2 separate regions of the Zea mays genome follow, and region 2 is linked to region 1. A link is a contact called in public Hi-C data. All regions are on one chromosome and are shown on one strand. Each heading gives the region's core, a stretch centred on a gene start, on an enhancer-like site or on the middle of the called end of the contact. The rest is flanking DNA. Distances are from core to core; before and after follow the strand shown.

What was found. A called contact is a pair of places that touch in the nucleus more often than the background predicts.
Region 2: a contact with region 1 is called in a Hi-C map of ear, with 3 times the contacts expected there. The contact joins the promoter of LOC100216613 here to the promoter of LOC100281453 in region 1. A contact is called at or near these places in 5 of 25 Hi-C or Micro-C datasets (bundle sheath, ear, endosperm and 2 more).

The regions. Positions count from the first base shown.
Region 1 is chr4:165,285,776-165,290,161 of Zm-B73-REFERENCE-NAM-5.0, reverse strand. LOC100281453 (zinc finger homeodomain protein 1) reads left to right here and starts at 2,557. Exons shown (of 1, transcript NM_001154371.2): 1 at 2,557-4,386. The coding sequence starts at 2,959. The coding sequence ends at 4,299.
Region 2 is chr4:165,503,072-165,507,457 of Zm-B73-REFERENCE-NAM-5.0, reverse strand. LOC100216613 reads right to left here and starts at 2,632. Exons shown (of 1, transcript NM_001143026.1): 1 at 1,738-2,632. The coding sequence starts at 2,540. The coding sequence ends at 1,974. LOC100283256 reads left to right here. Exons shown (of 4, transcript NM_001156158.2): 4 at 1,599-1,954. The coding sequence ends at 1,707.

The DNA.
Region 1 (4,386 bases), core at 1,308-3,807:
CATCCGACGACGACGCCATCACGCCGTCCAGCTCATCGTCCACCTGAAGCCCAACCTGCCACATAAGTCGCTACTGACCGGACATGAATTCTTGTGCGCTGGGATGATGGACGTTGCTGACGTTGTGTGAGTGTCCTCGAACATGATGTATGTAGTGGAATAGCGCATCCGGTGGTGCAACGGCCAAGGGTACTACCTCGTTGATGAGCACGGGGTGCACTTCGTTTGGCAGCCCAACCAAGAGTCATCGGTACTCGTCATGTCGCGTGCGTTCGATGACTACTATATCGAGGATTGTGGCATCATCTTGGCGCCGGAGGTGACACAGAGGAGGATCGACAACAGTGACCAGTTTGTCATCCTCGTCACCGTCAGGGTAGCTTTTGTGTCGGCCTGCCTTTAATTCTCTTCGCAAACACATACACACTTACCTTTTTGTTTAAGCAAGAGCATATGGTGGTGCGTGTCTGATGACTAATGATGTACGAGGAAATTTTTCCGGCATGTGTGGAACGTGCTCTCCAATGATGAGATCATACAAATCATGACATATATCGAAGTCTGCATGATACTGATTATTGCAATGTAGTGGTGAAATAATTAGATTAAAATAACAAAATTTATGTATGGTTAGGATCACAAATTGATTATGAAACATTTTCTCATAACAATATAACACACATTTTGTATATAAGTTATCGTAGTATACTGGTATTATATATTCCCGTTGCAACGCACGGGCATTCAGCTAATATATATATATATATATATATATATATATATATATATATATATATATATATATATATATATATATATATATATATATATATATATATATATATATATATATATACTATATTTGCATTCTTTTAGAAATAGTCTTAGACACCACGTATGTAAACCAAACACGTTTGGCCGTATCTGTACATGTAACAATCCTTGGCTGTGACTGTGAGTGACACAGCTGACAGCCCCCCTCTAGCAAAGGCCGGCGGCCGGGACGCAGAGGCAGAGTGTCATACTGTCATCATGCATGCATGCATGCATGTATGTGTGAGCACTTGTTGGCAGCGGGGAAGACAGCTGTGTGGTGCACTGCTTGCATGCATGCCAAATTGCAGTAGTAGTATGTGTGTGTGTGTGTGTGTGTGTGTGAAACACTGACTGACACCAGTACACACGCCGGCTCGATCGCCAACCGCGCGCCTTTCCCCCCTTGCTGGCGACGACTAGGCATCTGAAGCGAAACAAACGGACAGTAAATTAGAGGAAGAAAATAAAGACAAGCTAGTAGAAAGAGAGATGGAAACTGCAACGCCGCCCAGGCACTCAGGCAGTGAGGGCTGAGGAGACGAGGTGTGGAAGTGGAACTTGAAAGCGAAGCCGTGGAAGGAAGAAGAGGGCCGGGGATGGAAGCATGACAGAGGGCATCGATGGTATGTATGGTAGTGGCAGACCGTGGCACACCCAAATGACGACGGTGTTCGCCAAAGGGACCCCAGCGTCCTCAATTCCCAAAGCTGTGTCCGGCATCCGATGACCGTTCTGCCCCTAGCTAGCTAGGCGTTGTTGTTGGTGCGTGAAACCCCCCATGTACGACAGGTAGGCTATAGACCCCCCTAGCTAGCTACTGGTGGCTTCGTGCTTTGGGAATATGGTAGGAGATACTATAGCTTGGATTTTAGGGTGCCCTGGCGGCCTGCTCGTACGGCAGGTCGTCGTCGATGGTTCAAGAAAATTTAAATGGGGAGATCTTTACTGCTACACCCCTGAAAGAACGAACCCACATGTCAAGCAACTGCAGTAATGCGAGCTTACCTATCCTTTATCTCGTCACATTTCTTATTTCAGACTTCACTGCAGTAAGGTCTGCTAGCAATGCAAGTGTGGATTTTGAGGTCAGTTGCTTGATCAGGTGAAGGTTTTGAAAAAAAAAAACAGGGACACTGTCATATTTTTACCATACGTACAGTACAGGGCGCCGGTACTGGTACTAGCAGCTGATGAGTTCAGAGGGGAGCGCGTAAATGCAGCAGGAGGTGCGAGGCAGTACGTAGGAGACACGCATGGATGTACTTGGAGTAAATACCACACAGCTGCACTTATTGCGGGTGTGGTGAGTAGGTCACTGCCACCCGGCACAACTTGTAAACAGGAGCCCGGCCAGTTGAGTGCAATTAAGCAAAACTACTGTACTGTTCGCTGCTTCGGATCATAGTCAGTTTTTCGAACTATTACTACTACAGATACAATCTATATAGATACAATCTATAGAGAAAACGGTACGGTTCAAAGCCAAACCTAGAACAGAGAGTGACAATGAGGAGGAGAGGTGGTGGTAGCAGGCCGGCCGGTAGGCCATAGTGCAGGTGTGGGAGGGGGTGAAACATGGCCCTGTCGGTCGGTGGGCATGGCCTTCTCCTCCGTCACTCTCACCATTGGCCTTGGCCTTGTGGGGGAGTGGTAGACTACCTATAGACTCATTCAAACACACACCCAATAACCCAAGCCAAGACAAGGCTGCCTAGGCAGTAGGCACTCGCTCGGTTTCTCTCCAGCCCGTGTCACCACCACCTCCTCTTCCCCTTCCTCTCTCTCTCTCTCTCCCGCTGCTGCTGCTGTTCCCTTCTTCCTCCCTGGCCTCGGTCCCTTCAGGGTGCATCTGCATGCATAGATGGATGATGGACGGAAAAGATGGATTTGTTTGCCCTCTAGCTAGCTCTCCATGCCAAAACATTCCCCACTTTGTGCCAAAACTGTTGTTGCGGTTGGTATGGTTTAGTGCATTTTTACCACTCTCTTGTAATGATCTAGCTTAATTAGCTCTACCAAGCAATACAATCGCCACCACACCACCGTCTCCTCCTCCCATCCCCCAAGAAACCCTTTTCCTAGCTCTAAAAAAAGAGCCCACCAAACCCTGCGAGCCCCCAACCAAGCTCGGTAGCCGAAGCCATGGAGTACAAGAGATCATCGCATGTGGAGGATGAAGACGAGGATGAGCTGGAGGAGGAGGAGGAAGAAGACGAGGAAGAGGAGGAGGACGAGGATGAGGAGGCCAGAAGCCATCGCTACACCACGGCGGCGGCGGCACCCTTAGGCACTCCACAGCAGCAGGAGGTGCAAGCCCAAGCTCTTGGGCTCGGCTCGCACGCCTCCCTGATGGACTCCGCCGCCTTCTCGAGGCCGCTCTTGCCTCCCAACTCATCTCTGGTGACGCAGCCACCGCTGCCTCCACCAGGCTTCCTGCCGGCTCACCGCCAGCCGCCGCAGCTCCATCCGAGGAAAGCGGAGAGGGAGAGGGAGAGGGACAGAGCCGCGGGAGCGCAGCAGCCCCAGCTCCGGCGCCACCAAGAACCAGTGAGGAATAATAATGGCGTTCTCGGCGGCGGCGGTGGCGCCGCGCCCCCATCGGCGGCCTCTTCTACGTTCGGCCTCGCGTCCGTGCGGCCCGTGGTGGAGGCACCCCAGTGGCGGTACCGTGAGTGCCTGCGCAACCACGCGGCGCGGCTTGGCGCGCACGTGCTCGACGGCTGCTGCGAGTTCATGCCGTCCGGGAGCGACGGGGCCGCCGCGCTGGCCTGCGCCGCCTGCGGCTGCCACCGCAGCTTCCACCGACGCGAGGCGATCCCCGGCGGCGTTGCCGCCGCGGCGGCGGTGGTATCGCCCTCGGCGGTGCCGGTGGTGACCCCCACAGCCCGCGCCAGCGCCAACTCGTCCCGTGTCATGCCGCTGCTCATGGCCCCGCCGCACATGCATACGCGCCCGCCGCACGTCCCGGCGTCCCCGGCGTCCGCGCCCGCCGCGCTGACCGAGTCGTCGAGCGAGGAGCTGCGAGGCCACGCGCCCGCGCACCCGGCCGCGCCGCCGCCGCCGCCGCCACACGCGCAGGTGGTGGCCCTAGCGGGGTCGGCTTCCGCTCCCCCGGCGCCGAGCAAGAAGCGTTTCCGGACCAAGTTCACGGCGGAGCAGAAGGACCGCATGCGCGAGTTCGCGCACCGCGTCGGCTGGCGCATCCACAAGCCCGACGCCGACGCCGTGGACGTCTTCTGCGCCCAGGTCGGCGTCTCCCGGCGCGTCCTCAAGGTGTGGATGCACAACAACAAGCACCTCGCCAAGGTCCCGCCCTCGCCCCCATCCTCCCAGGCCCAGGCCCAGGCCCAGCCCCCGCCGCCGCCGCAGCAGCATCGCCACCACAACCACCACCCACCTCCACCTCCGCCGCACCACATCCACCATCACCACCACCCGCCGCCGCCGCCGCAGCAGGAGCAGCAGCATGATATGCATGAGTGAGTACCGAGTAGTCGCAGAGTAATGCGGGAGGATCAGACGATGTCATTAGCTTATTAGCTCCTTTCTTTATCCTTCTTCCTCCCTTGT
Region 2 (4,386 bases), core at 1,383-3,882, 220 kb before region 1:
CCTGTCACCCTCTTCTCTTTGGTTGTGTTGTGCTCAAATCATCTCACTAATCACGATAGTATGTTTCTCAACTTTCCAAGGCTTTATTGCATGCAAGATGTTGTTCTACATTTATTATTTGTGTGCATGCATAAACTCATATGATTATGCCGATGCCTTTTGGTATTCGTGCACCCTAGATAAGATTGTGCCGTACAAATCAATGAGCAGTGTGTAGCGTGCCTACTGTGAAAGCCATATGCACTAATTGAAAGATTTTGCAATTTAGTGGCCTATACATGTAGGGCTGATTATATCTCCTGATTTGTCACGTCTGTCTAGAACAAGTTGTGTAGTTCTCATTGACACCCTTCATCTATTTCTTTGCTAAATTTCTGGTGAACAAGTTTTTTTCATCAGGACAAACCTCGTGCAGTGGCGAGAGCTATCTCGCTAAGTCACCGGGTCGGCAGACTCTTTGTATTTGTGGGGTAAAGACTTGCCTCGGTTTATCCCTCCTCGTACACCACTCGTGTGAGCCTCCGGCACTCGGATTACCTTTCATCACAGTTTAGTCAATACTAATAGAGGGAATACCTTATTTATCTTGATAAGTAAGAGGCAAGACTAATTATATAGACTGATTCGTTACTTTTATCCTGTTTGAAGGTGCATTTGGGATCTAATTTCGTTTTGTCATGTGCATTTGAGATCTAATTTCGTTTTGTCATGCATGACTTCTTCGCAACTCTTTTGTCAGTCAATGTTTTATTTACCTAGGTGGTGGTGTCACATAGTGTTTAGTCACTATGAACTATATGATCGCAACTCTTTTGTCAGTCAATGTTTTATTTACCTAGGTGGTGGTGTCACATAGTGTTTAGTCACTATGAACTATATGATGGAAACTGTGTAGAGTAGGCATAATTTTGTGCAATGTGGGAGTTTTATCTTCAAGAACATGAACTATTTTCAAGTGTCTTTTGTACGCTATAATGTGCTTTTTTATTTGTTAAATGGGAAATTCAATACCAAAGTTTGTTGGCATAGGGGTGTTTAAAGGCGATGACTAATATGCAAGCATGTACTAGGTGCAAGCGTGCAAATAGATATTCTACTTTGTTAGATCTAGATCCAACGATATATCATATTTAACACTTCAACTCTTCCACCACCACCTGATATATATTTATAAAAAAACCTTAACAATCCACAATTATATTTACCGTTGGATTTAGATCTAATGTACAAAAAAGTCTACTTACATGTTTGCATATTAGTCGTTGCACTAGAACTAATAGTTAATTGACTAAAAAAATTGTTGGTAAAAATATCTAGCTAACTATTAATTAATTTGCTAAAAGTAGCTAATAGCTGAATTGTTAGCTAGACTGTTGGATGACTTCAGCAAATTTTAGCAGCTAACTATTAGCTTTAGTGCATTCAAACATACTATAGTCTACCATAGTCTATTCATCTAGTATCTGGATGGTACTAGTAGATTATCGAGACTACGCAAAAGTTTTTTTTTGTCGCTGCATTCTATTTACGGAATTAATTTCAGTAAGAAAAATGTACATGGAATTTACATGCACCGAGTCTGAATGGACTCCATGTAGGGTTTTCGTGGGCACGGTGAGCGAGTTCTGCGTTAAGCATGCCGAATGCCCCGTCATCACCATAAAACGGAACGCTACCGAAGCTCCTCAGGACCCTGTCGACGATTGATGCTTCCAAGCCAAGCCATGCCATGTCACTGGAGAATGAGATGTTCTTCTTCACTGCTTTTATAATGGGTTGATGTACAAAATACGATATGGAAGTGGTGCCTGGAACTAGTTCGCGGAGGGTTCCAACTCTTGCACACTGCGCCCCCAAAAACTAGAGTTGAAGATGTAAAACGCCGTCGTCCGCCGAGGGACGACGAGAGATTGTACGTGATACATCGATCGAGTCTCGTGAACCTAAAAAGCTGCCGCTACATTATTGTTCGCTCATGTGCCAGGCTTCGCTGGAACGAACGCCCCGCCCCTTATTTGCCCCTGCCCGTCCACAGCCACAGCCACAGCTTGAGCAGGGTACCTGAAGCCCGCGTAGTCCTTTGGCACGGCGTAGCCTTTGGGAACGCCGACGAGCTGGGGCTGTTGCTGATGCTTAAGCTGACGCCCCTTGTTGCTGCCAGCAAGCTTGCCGTCGCTCTTCCACGCCGGAGGCTTCCCCGGCGCGAACTTGATCTCGAAGCCGTCGTCGATGTCGTGGATCGTGGCGCGGGAGCTCGCCACGGGCTTCATCGCCGGGCACTTGATCTCGAATCCGCCGCCCTTCTCCAGGTCGCCTCCGACGGAGTCGGAGGCGTAGGAGTCCTGGTCGGCGGCGTACCTCTTCCTGGAGAGCCGGCGCCCGCACAGCCTGCCGGCGACGCAGGCGGCCACGGCGAGGAAGGAGATCGCCGCGAGCACGGCGAAGACCGGGCCGAACGAGCCCTTGGCGGTCGTGGAAGGCGCCCGCGCGCGCAGGACGGCGTTGGAGGACGCGGGGTAGTAGACCGTGGGGTCAGGCATATCCTTGGTTCTCGGCGCTCTCTCAAGCTGCTAGCTGCTGATATATGCCACCACCACGCTCTCCCTCGAAGAAAATGGTTCGGCCGTTTGGGTGTCGCACTCTTGGGCACCGAGGGGAGTGCTGGTCGTTTTATGATGGGGAGCTGAAGGCGCCGGTTTGAACCGAGCGATTACTTTGCGATTTTGTTTTTCATCACGAGCCGACTCTCACTCAGCTCAGCTGCTGTCATGGCATGATGATGCCCGCTGCCGCCCCATCCTCCCTCTCCCTCGTCGGGCCGCGAGAAAGGCTGGCGCTTTGGGATCCCTTTGGAGCAGTTCAATGCGAGCTTGGAATAACGTCTCGGCACGTCTGCACTCTGCTGCAGCAGCCGCCTGGCCTCTCTCTCTCTCTCACTCACTCACCCCCGTGTCCCCCTGTGGCCTACTACGTGCTGTTGCTTTTGCTTTTGGACGTTGCATCGGATCAAAGCAACCGCTGCGGCAAGGCAACAGCCAGCAGGCACTCGGGCAGAGGGAAGGAAGGGCCCGGCCCGGGCGCCGATCGTTTTGGTCTCGATTGTTAGTATTCCCCGTCGGCTTTAGCAGATTGTGGGGCGCCGGCGAATGAGCGCCCCCACTTGAGTGGTCATCACCTTTCTTGGGCATGCCGACGCCATTGCTTCCTCCAGCTCCAGGCCCCTTGGTCGAATTCCCTTGAGGTGAGTTGACCGGGACACTGACATCCTAGCCTGTTCATTCATTCAATCCGTACGCGGTATGCCTACGGGCATTGTTCTTTCCATAATCCTGTGTTCTGTGTTCGCGCCCACCTGAATCCGGTTTTAGATGATGAACTTGCGAGCACGATTATTAGGTCTTGGAGAATGGACACTATTTCAAACTTCACTCAGTAAATAATGTTAAATAATGTCATATACAGTTCTCCTATATTTTACACTATCCACCGGAGAAATTCTAAGTTCCATCATATAAGTTCACCCCCACATGAACTCGGGCACGATCATTATCCTAAACATATAGGGACGTTAGACGTGAAACCGGTCATGATGCATTTGAGACGTGATGCCAGTACCACCACCACTCTATCGATGGGGGCTTTGCAAGTATTACTTCAAAAAAAAATGTAACCACACATGTGTCGCTCAAAAGAATTAGGTTACGTTCGGTTGTACAGAAATAAACTCGAAATCGTTTAAGAGCGATCAAAACTTATATAAATTAGAGAAGTAAATTGGTTAGAATTTGTTTCATGTCTCTATTCTGAAAAAAACAAACGGCCCCTTAAAATTGATCATAGACCCATTTTCTAGGATATTTACATCCCTTATTTTTTTAACGGTTTTCTAATTAAAAGAGACAACTAAAACTACATAATCTATACTACCTATTAAGGCTGCAAGAGGTAGGCTGCCTCCCCTGGTTCTGCCCTCGGTGAATCTACACCGTCCAATCGCTTCTGTAAATCTACACCGTCCGCCCCTGCTTACGCCCACGTTCGTCATCGTCTCTACGCCCACGTTCGTCCCCCGCCTCCCCCTCTCCCACCCCGCGTGAGCCGCCGCCCCTGCTCCCCCTGTTCGCACCCGCCGCCCCTGCTCCCCCTGTCCCGTGCTGCGGTGACAGGATCCGAGAACACCCCTGCGGACACGTCCAGGATTCAAGGCCTCCCCCTCCCTTCCCCTGCCCTCACTCGTACGCCGCCGCCCCCTCCACCGTCGTCGTGCGAGAGGGAGGAGGGACCTCTGGATCTCCGTGGGGCGTGGAGGAGTGGGACGACGCACGCGGAGGCAGCCCCGGTCGGGTGCTGCTGTATCCGTCCAGGATCGGGGGAATTCCAGGAGGC